Linked DNA regions of Capsicum annuum: region 2 is linked to region 1. Evidence: chromatin contacts called from public Hi-C data. All regions are on one chromosome and are shown on one strand. The core of a region is the stretch at or near the end of the contact, and the rest is flanking DNA. Distances in the headings are between cores, read along the strand shown. Region 1 holds the start of LOC107851042 (sulfate transporter 1.2). Region 2 holds the start of LOC107850827 (40S ribosomal protein S16-like).

Evidence for each region. A called contact is a pair of places that touch in the nucleus more often than the background predicts.
Region 2: a contact with region 1 is called in a Hi-C map of placenta, with 2.7 times the contacts expected there. The contact joins the promoter of LOC107850827 here to the promoter of LOC107851042 in region 1. A contact is called at or near these places in 2 of 5 Hi-C or Micro-C datasets (bud and placenta).

Annotation. Positions count from the first base shown.
Region 1 is chr12:104,342,665-104,347,746 of UCD10Xv1.1, reverse strand. LOC107851042 (sulfate transporter 1.2) reads left to right here and starts at 1,902. Exons shown (of 15, transcript XM_016695930.2): 1 at 1,902-2,287; 2 at 3,619-3,736; 3 at 4,929-5,082. The coding sequence starts at 4,953.
Region 2 is chr12:104,483,361-104,488,292 of UCD10Xv1.1, reverse strand. It overlaps LOC107850827 (40S ribosomal protein S16-like), which reads right to left and starts at 1,844. Exons shown (of 8, transcript XM_047400368.1): 1 at 1,283-1,844. The coding sequence starts at 1,775. The coding sequence ends at 1,323.

The DNA of each region.
Region 1 (5,082 bases), core at 653-3,152:
ACTTCCAAGAAGATTAACTCTCAATCAACTACTTCCAAGGTTGTTGATTCAAGGTTCTCTACCGAAGTGGAAAGCATCCTTGGTGTTACTTTTGGAAGTTTAGGAGCTGTCGCAAGGAGCAAGGCAGGCTTGCTAGGACAACAAACATATCTAGTGTCTTCCGCGTCAACTTCAGTTTTTGGATCTTCAACACTAAAAGGAACGAAGTCCAATACAAGTGCTTCGAAAGGAGGAAGCAGTGTCGTGGAATCGCTAAAGAAGACTCTTGCTCTACGTGAGCATTCTGGTTCTAAATACTCTAGCGCAAAGAGCGATGGTAGTTCAACAAACGCGCCATCTCCACTTACACCGCATAAGTTAAGCACTTCAAAGATCAACCTATATGATAATCCATGTTGCTCTTCGACGTCTCCGGTGATCATGCAAGCAATGATAATTGATGTCTCGTCTATGGAGGAACATCTTGCGAATCTGCCAAAGGCAATTGAAGGCCTGACCATCTATGTTCAGAATTAAGAGGCTAGGATTGATAAGATAGTAGATAAGGTGGAAGGCTTGATAGATGGAGAATCTAGCCATGCACCGAAAAAAAGCTCCAGAGGTTCATGAGACAGAAAATCCTGTGAAACAAACAAGGAGACCCAAAAGTATTTTTTACGAGTTTGTTGAATAAGGGATAAATTTTTAATGAAAATTTTCTGGAGCCTTTTGGGGAATATACACAATCTCAAACTGCTGAAATTGAAGGTACCATCTTGCAAGTCGATCACTAAGGACTGGTTTCAACATTACAAACTTGATGGGATTTGCCCTAGACACAAGACGGACAACAAGAGCTTGAAAGTAGTGTTTCATCTTTTGAATTGAGAAGGCCAATGCCAAACATAACTTTTCAATTGGAGAATACTTTAGCTCATTCAGCGTCATCATTCTGCTCAAATAGTAAAGAGAGTTTTCACTTACTGGGCAATTGGTGAACTCTTATACATTCAAGCTCCCGTGAAGTTTATGGGATACTCGTTAGAGGTTCATATTTCCTTTATTCATCTTTACTTATTCTAGAAAATAAAAAGTATTTTTACTATCTTATTCTTAATAAATGCTATTTTGAAAAGAATATAAACTCTTTATAATTTCGTGATTTTGTATTTTTTTTAAATTTAAAAAAGAATAAAATTGAAAAACCATAATTAAGGTAGTACCTAAAACGCTACTTGTTTAGAAATTAAGAGAATAGTGTTTGTAACATATAAATATTAGTCCCATTTAGTAATAGTCTAATTATACATAACAAATTATGATACCGGAAGTATCATGAGTATTAATAAATGGACAATATGATTAAAGATAGAATTCTCTTTGAAATTCTTACGTTTTAGAAAGATAAGTATGTGAAAGAGTTTTTGTAATAAATAACATTTGTTTTTTATAAATTATCAAATTTATGTTATTTTTAATATATTAAATTAAATACAAAATAAAAAATAATCTCTAACACTAATAATCTATTTCGATATTACATTTATATGAGTTATATCAAACGACGTTGCTCCACCTTTGTTAACCTTTCAAACGTAAGACTTTTCTTCAAATAGGAAAAAGGTTGAATCTGGACCACACTATGTCAGTATTCAAACAACCTCTATACCCTACATTATGTGGAACTTAATGCATTCAACCAACCGACGACTGACTTCTACTCTCACCGTATAGTTTGATTTATCACAAAATTTAAAATAATAAAGAAGGTTGTTGAAATTTACAATTTAAAATGAATTTAAAATAATAAAGAAGATTGTTAAAATTTATGATTTAAAATATTTGTGTGATTATAAATTATTTCATGATTAATTTAATGAAATATAACGTTAATGTTAAAGTGTTACTTTTTTTCCTAATAAATTCACGTGAAACTCTTAAGGAAAAATAACAAATCGTAATTCTTTTCCCCTTTTTTTGGCACAAAATATAATATAACAAAATCTTCTTGAATCATCATAATATAATACTCAAAATAACCAGTAGTCTCTCATTTTGCTTTTCTCACTACTCCACTTCCTCAGCATGCACCATTCATCTAGGTATCTTCTTTGAACCTATTTTGTTTGCACACATTTCTTGATATCCAAACAGATGATAACAAGTTTGAGGTTTTCCTTTGAGGCATATATTTTGCTTTTTCTGTTTTCCTTCCGTCATGATTAGAGATAAAGAGAATTTTTCAGTGGTTTTTGATTCACTGAACCTGGACAGTATTTGGTTTCTTGCATCTTGTTCCTCTTCAAAGGTTTGTTTATTTTTATATCTCTCCTTTTTTCTTTAATTTGGTTAACGAATTTCAAAATAACTGGAAACCTTCTAAAAAAAATAAAGCTAAAAATTCTGGACCATTGAGCGTGCATATCTTGGCTTTATCCTGTGTTTCCCTTTCTTAAATATATACTGTACGTCTCAACATTTTTGTCCACATTTTACTTTTTTGAAGTACATAAATTGAAGATTTTAAGTTAATGGGTTATATGATTTGCTTTCATTTGCCCCTAATGCTCTGGTTTAGTGTTAAGGTACATTATGTGTTATGTTGATTAGACGCACGTTACAAGTTTGAGTGATAAAAAAGCAGTATATTTAAGAGAAAAAGGTAGTGGACGAGCCTATTATTCATCGAGTTTTGACCCATAAAATAGGGGCATTGGCCCTTGGAAATTTCTCTTTTATGAAAAAAGTGCTTGATGTCAGTTAATTTGTGATAATGTGTGTAATTTAATACTCCTTTTGCTCTAATTTATGTTGTTTATTTTTCATTTTAATCTATCCTTAAAAGTAAGGATACCTTTTTATATTTGAAAATAATTATCTTTTATTTTTCCATTTTAGCCTTATTGAGATATTTATAACCACATAAATATTTATCTTATTTTAGGCCACTAATTTTAAAAATGTTTTTTTTTTTTTCTTTTTTAGACTTGTTCTCGTTAGAATGAATTGGAACAAAAGGAGTATTAACGTATGACTCTTTAAAAGCTTCCAGAAAAGTGGATACTATGCACCCAATGAATTATCGTGACTTTTAAATTTTCTATTTTGATCTTACCATATGCGGGCTTCTTTAATTTTTTTTTTTTTTAAAAAGGTGATAAAAGTTTTGAGACAAGTAACTGCACTTTACCCTTTTGAAGTTCTTTAAGTAGGATTATTATATGGGACCTAAAAGTGAGTGGAAAATTTTCGTGTGTTTATTTTATAGGTTCTAATTTGGTCCACTATCAGTGGTTTCTAAATAAGGCGTATAGAGGTTGGCTTTATTCTAGCCAATGCATATTTGTTCTGCTAAAATTGGAATAATAAACTTTCTTTATATCACGTGAGTTATTAGCATGATCTGTACTTCAATTTTGTTTTAAGTCAGTTCATGACCAGTTTTGTTTGATTAGCATTTCATCGAAGAACATTTGCTGGAAATCATATCAAAAAGGTTCCAAAAAGTCCTTAATACTATAGGGGTCATTTGGTACGCGGAAAGGCCCGGGGATAAAATTTATACTAATGCTTGGTTGACGGTATAAATTTATCCTTGAATTTGTTTATCCATCTCTCATTTTTAATAAACTAGTGCAGGGATTATAAGCCCAAGACTATGATCTCAGGAATTTAGTCCATGTATCAAGCGACCCCTAAAGGACAGAGAGTTGTTCACTTTTGAAAACTAGCTACTTCTCAGAAAGTTAAAGTAAAGGCGAGTGACTCTGTTTTTATATAGCTACAACGCTTAATATTCGTTATTACTATTAAACAACTTAATAGTAGAACTACTTTCGTACTACTAAGTGCTAATCATGTACCAAAGAAACCTTCAAGTCCCCATGTTTGAACAAATGCTAGGGGGGTGGAGAGTGCTGGAAAAGAGTAATTCTTATATCTTAATGGTATTAGCCCATCATTCTTTTTAAAGCTAATAGAATAAGTACATGGTTAAAGAATCTTGATTAATGTTGCTTTGGATTTACCCCCAATGCAAAAGTTACTTTTAAAAAAAAAAAAAAAAAAAGATAAAAGAGAATGAGCATGACATTGGAATTATACCATGGAAATGATCAGTGGCGGATTCAAAATTTAGACGTTGGTGGTGGTGTGAGTTCTTAGTTGAGATAATGAGTTCTGAGATATATGCGTAACTCTAGTTATTTCTTGACTTTCATAAGGTACTAAATTAATTTCAAACAAGATATTTTGCGCTATCTTTAGTATGGCATCAATAAATTCCTTAAAACAGAATAAATTCAAGCATCTTATAAACTTAAAACCTCTTTTCACTTGTCATATGTTGAACAAAGTATCATGTTCATTTTTATGAATTTGACACTAGAGTAACATACAGCATTTGAAGTTATTCTAAGATTCCTCCTGGTGAAAAATATTTGAACTATGTGAGGAGAATGACATGCCTAATTTCTGAAAACATACCAAACTGTATGTGTTTTTGGTTGTCTATTGTTCAATCTTTTCATATCAGATTTATTTCAAATTATAGAAGTCAGTAACAATTCGTGCTCACTTTCTTTAAATCAATGGCTATCAATGATCCATTTGTCTTTTGAGGAGAATAAAAAATTGTACTTTTGCTTCTTATACCAGTATGTGCCAAGCAAAAGTTTACTTTTTAGCATACCACTAATACTAGTCTTCTAGAGTGAAAACTTTAACATGGTAGTTCCCTAGTTATCTATATAAGGGACAAGCAAGAACTTTCTAATGTAGTACAGAGTTCAACAAGTTTTGGAACTTTATTAGCACTAAAAGTCCCCAAAAGGGTTGGTGCAACTTCTTATTTTATCTAACTAATAGAAGTTAATCCAATATCTTGATTGAATGAAATTTTAGTATTTCATATGGTGATATAACTTAATTATATGTGCTCTCCATTACAGGTGAATTAGCTGTTCTTTTCTAGCATGGGTAATTCTAGTACTGACGCAGAAGAACGAAAAGAGATGGACATAAAGAGTTTTTCATCTTCACAACACAACCAAACACCCTATATTCACAAGGTTGGAGTCCCTCCTAAACAGGACATTTTCAAAG
Region 2 (4,932 bases), core at 595-3,094, 140 kb before region 1:
TTATGTCTAGCGATATAAATTCGAAGAAAAAAATGCAAAACCATACCTTTTAGAAAAAGAACGATTATAACGATTGATCTCAAAAATAATTACTCCATATATCTACTGAAAGAAGTCTAAATTTTAGAAAACTTAGATTAAATTAAGGGGTTACATGAAATAAAATGAATCCATGCCCTAATTTGAGAAGGACAACAGAAAAGAGGAATGGAATTAGAGATTAATACAATAAATTAAATCAAATTAAAAAGAAAAAAACAGAAAAATGCACTGAGCATATTAATAAAGGTGAGAAGTTTCATCCCAAACGAACTGATCTCGGGAATCGTGCAGAGAGGTTGTTTCCAATGAACAGGGAATTACCATACTTAGCAAGGCTAGAGAGGCTGTTTCCGATGAACTTTTGACAACCAATTACACCAACAAGACAGTAAGATAACCGAATGTGGGTAGAAAATAGACAATGGTCCATTATTTATTCAATTCATTGCATCCATCATTTGTATACACAAACAAACATAAATCCCACCAACTAAATAGTGCTAAGATAAACACTAGTAAACCCTTTAATTCAATTATGAAGAAACGAACAACTACAGCTAAGAAACTATGGAAACTGATGTCTACAATCTGTAGAACAGTCATTACGCTCAATATATGTGTTATATTTAGGGATGTATTTAGGGATGTACTATTTTCTCCCATCTAATGCTTTAATATTCCCTTTTACTACTACATGACATAACTAAGAGGAGAAAATTAAGATAAAATTCTCAATTTTCCAGTTCCAACAAACAATATGTAAACAAAATGAAAAGGGGATAGAGGGTTTGAATATTGAAACTTGAGGTAAACTTACAGCTTGATTGGCTTTCGTCCAAACAAAATCAATCGAAATTCACCTAGGGTTTTATTGAATTGCAGGGGTTTATAAGCACAAAACCTTCTTTTTTTTGCCCATCGCCGGCGGTAGGGATGACTCTTCCTCGCTGGCCATAGTCTTGATGCCCGTAATCTCAACCCTAGCTGCTAAAGTAAACGTTCCCATTTTTTATGACTTTTTTTTTGCAAGTAAATCTTGCAAACAAGAATTGCCCCACCATTGAAAGAAGTAAAAACAACTGAAAACAGAAAATAATTAATGGTAATCCAAAACTAACAATATCATAAGCATCACTGTAAAAGTTTCAGCATAAAAAAGGACAAACACAGCAAAATTAATCCAAAATCTCCCAACCAAATCGGTCTTTAAATGAAACTAACAAAATATAAACTCCATTACCGTAGACGGCAACCAAAAGGGTAAGTAGTTCATCTGAAAATCAACGGTAAGATTTCTGGAACCTAGAACGAGCACCACGACCACCAAACTTCTTAGGCTCACATCTTCTGGGATCAACAACAAGCAAAGTCCTATTATACCTAATCAAAATATCCTTAATCTCCTTCTTCTGCTGCTCATCAACAAACTTCTGGTAAAAGGCAACAAGGGATTTTGCAATGGACTGACGAATACCGTAGATCTGAGAAGTTTTTCCACCACCTTTAACACGGATACGCATGTCGACTCCAGCAAAACGGTGATGACCTAAGAGGAGAATAGGTTCAAAGGCTTTGCAACGGAGGATTTCAGGTTGAACAAGCTCAATTGGAACACCGTTGATTTTGATCAAACCACGGTCGCGCTTGCAGTGCGTGATAGCTATTGCTGTCTTCTTGCGACCGAAGCATTGGACAAATTCTGCCGCAGCTGGTGTTGCTTCTGCCTTCTGCATTTTGGGGGATTGTGAATGAGAGAGAGGAAATGGTAGTCCGTTTTTTATGACTAATTATGTTAATCTCAAAAGATTGTTTAAAGTTTTTATTCAAAAACTTATTTTGCTCAAAAAAAAATATTTTATTATTTTTTGACTAATGTTTTATGATTTTTTTTTTTTGTAATTAGAAATTGAAGGAAAAAATATATTGGAGGGAATATAATATTTTGATATAAATTTTGGAAAATTTATAAGGCAACACTTGTAAATTGTTGTTTTAAAATAATGAAAATAGCCACATTCTAAAAGTGTGACCATATTTGTAAAAGGCGTTGCCAATTATATAATAATATGGCAACACTTATAAAGTGTAGCCTATAATATTAAAGAGCACGCTTTACAAAAGTTGACCAAATTATTGTGGCTTAAAGCTAAAACTTAAAGGCTATATTTTAAAATCGTGCCCGAAAATATTTTAGGCAACACTTTACAAGTGTTATCCCAATTTAGTTTAGCCTTAGGTCCAAAATGTTGTAGTGTCTCTCCTCAATAGGTACACTCATCGTATCATCCTTTATAGTGCGTATCACAGACACCACGCGCATGTCTTTTGGTTATCGCGTCAAATGACCCACATTGAAAGTAACTTGTTCATTATTGAGCCTGAATTTTATATGTCCCATCTCCATATCAACCAAAGCCCTACCCGTGGCAAGAAAAGACCTTTCTGAGATAATGGGGACATCAAAATCCACCTTATAGTCGAGAATTACAAAATCAGCCAGGAATACGAAGGAATTTACTTTCACCCAAACATCACACAAAACTTCAATTGCCCGGTCGGCTATTAATAATCTCATCGGTGTCGACTTAGGTGACCCCAACCCCAACTGCTTCTACACAACTAGCGACATCTGTTTAATACTAGCTCCCAAGTCATATAATGCGTGTACAAAATTAAGTGACCCAATAGTGCAAGAAATAGAGAAAGCTTTGGGATCCTTTTTCTTCTCAACCAAAGTTTAGGAAGCAATAATACTGTAATGGCTCATATTATCAGTGAGCTCAAAAATCACTGTCCTCTTCTTCGATACTAAATCCTTAAAGAAAACACCAATCGATTTCTTTATAGTGCAGTCGGTCATCAATAATCTCATCGACGTCAGCTTAGGTGACCCTAACCCCAACTGCTTGTACACAACTAGCGACATCTAATTACTACTGGTTCCCAAGTCGCATATGCTCATACAAAATTCAGTGACCCAATAGTGCAAGGAATAGAGAATGCTCCGAGATCTTCTTTCTTCTCAACCAAAGTTCGGGAACCAATAACACTGCAATGATGCATATTATCAACGAGTTCAAAAATCAATGTCCTCTTCTTCGTCACTAATTTCTTAATGAACTTTACATAACCGGGATCTGCTCCAATACTTATACAAGAGGGATATTTACAGAGAATTTTTTTAACATCAACATGAATTTCTGATATTTCTCTTGTTTCTTCTTCTTTTTTAACCTTTGAGGAAAATATGGGAGAGGTCATGGAGTGATTTTTAAAATTAGTTCGACATCCTTACCCTTTCCTATATCAATCTCAACTCCTCTTTTAAGACCTATAGATTTTCATAATATCTCAGCATTATTCACCAACTTCTCAGTTTTAGCTTCGGGCGCATCATCAATATCAATAGTATCATCCCTTACCTTATCAACTACCAGCATAGGAGGATTAATAGTAGCCTTACCACTCTGAGTCGTGATGGCTAAACAACGATTGTCATTCTTCATATTCTGATGGTGTTACTCGAAAGAGTGCCCTGTGATGCTAATTTAAAGTAGCCGACATCTGACCAAACTGTTGCTTAAGCTACTTAATCGCAGTAGTATGTGATTCTACTTTCTGGCTCAATCCTAAAATATTTGCCTTAATATCTTTAAGGCAACTTTCTTGACTATCTGAACCATTAACCAGCTTCGCAACCAATGCTTCCATCCTTGAATCAGCATCATGATCCTCGGTGAAACATACGCACCACTCTTCTCTTTATACTCATTCTTTTTCCTTCATTCACCATCTCTCTCCACTCATGTCCCTATACCTATCTCCAAAATAGTTCTTCTCTTAATTTCCTTGCATCTAGTTCCAAGTGTTTGGATTGGACCCTTGGTCCTTGGCTCAGAAACCCAACATCTCTCTATCCAAATACTTAGTCTCCTTCTCATAGTCAGACTCATCATGTCTAACAAACTTACCTCGCATGCTCACTGTTTTTATTTTTTTCATCATTCATAGTTGTAAACAGCTTGGCCAGTAACTCGATATATGGCCTCGGTTATACTAACTTTTGAGCTACTATATCATGTGAGGCTCTCTGCTCAATGGAAGCACCAATAGCATAAGTACTGACTCCTCTTTCCGCCTCTTGAGTATGCCATCCTTGGTTGGTTTTAGAGAACCGATCTAAGATTTTCGTAGCTAACTCCCAACGAAGTCTCATAAAAACCCCACCAGTAATAGTATTAATAATAGCTTTGGTGTTTGCATTCAGGGCTCTATAGAATTTCTCAAGCAAATTCCTTACAAAAATTCTGTTATTGGGCACATTCATCAACTTCTTCTTGAATGTCAACCATATCTCATGCAACGCCTCTAAATGCAATTGCCTAAAATTATAAATCTTATCCTTCAACTGCGACATTCTAGAAGGTAGGAAGAATCTATCCAAGAATTATGTTCGCAACTTATTCCAAGAGGTAATGGACCTACGAAATAGTTTCCCTAACTATAACGTTACTTCACCCGTAAGAGAGAATGGAAACAACTTGAGTCTCAAAGTTTCGTGACTCACCCAGGTAGATTATACGAAGTGCAAATCCCAATAAAATTCATAATGTGTATGTTTGCTTCATCCATTAACAAACCAACAAACACACCCTTCATATTAAGTAACTGAATCATAGAACTTGTAATGTCAAACCTCACTCCTTAGGGAAACTCAGGAGGAATGCTAGCTCCTATCTCAATAGGTTCAACATACCTTAAGTCTTCTTCTGGATCATCAAAAACTGGTAAATACTGATAAGCTGGGGTGGTTGAGCTCTATCCCTTCTAAATCTATCTTTTTCGAATGCTAATCGGCAGTCTTCTTCTTGTCTCGCTCTTTTCTCTTAG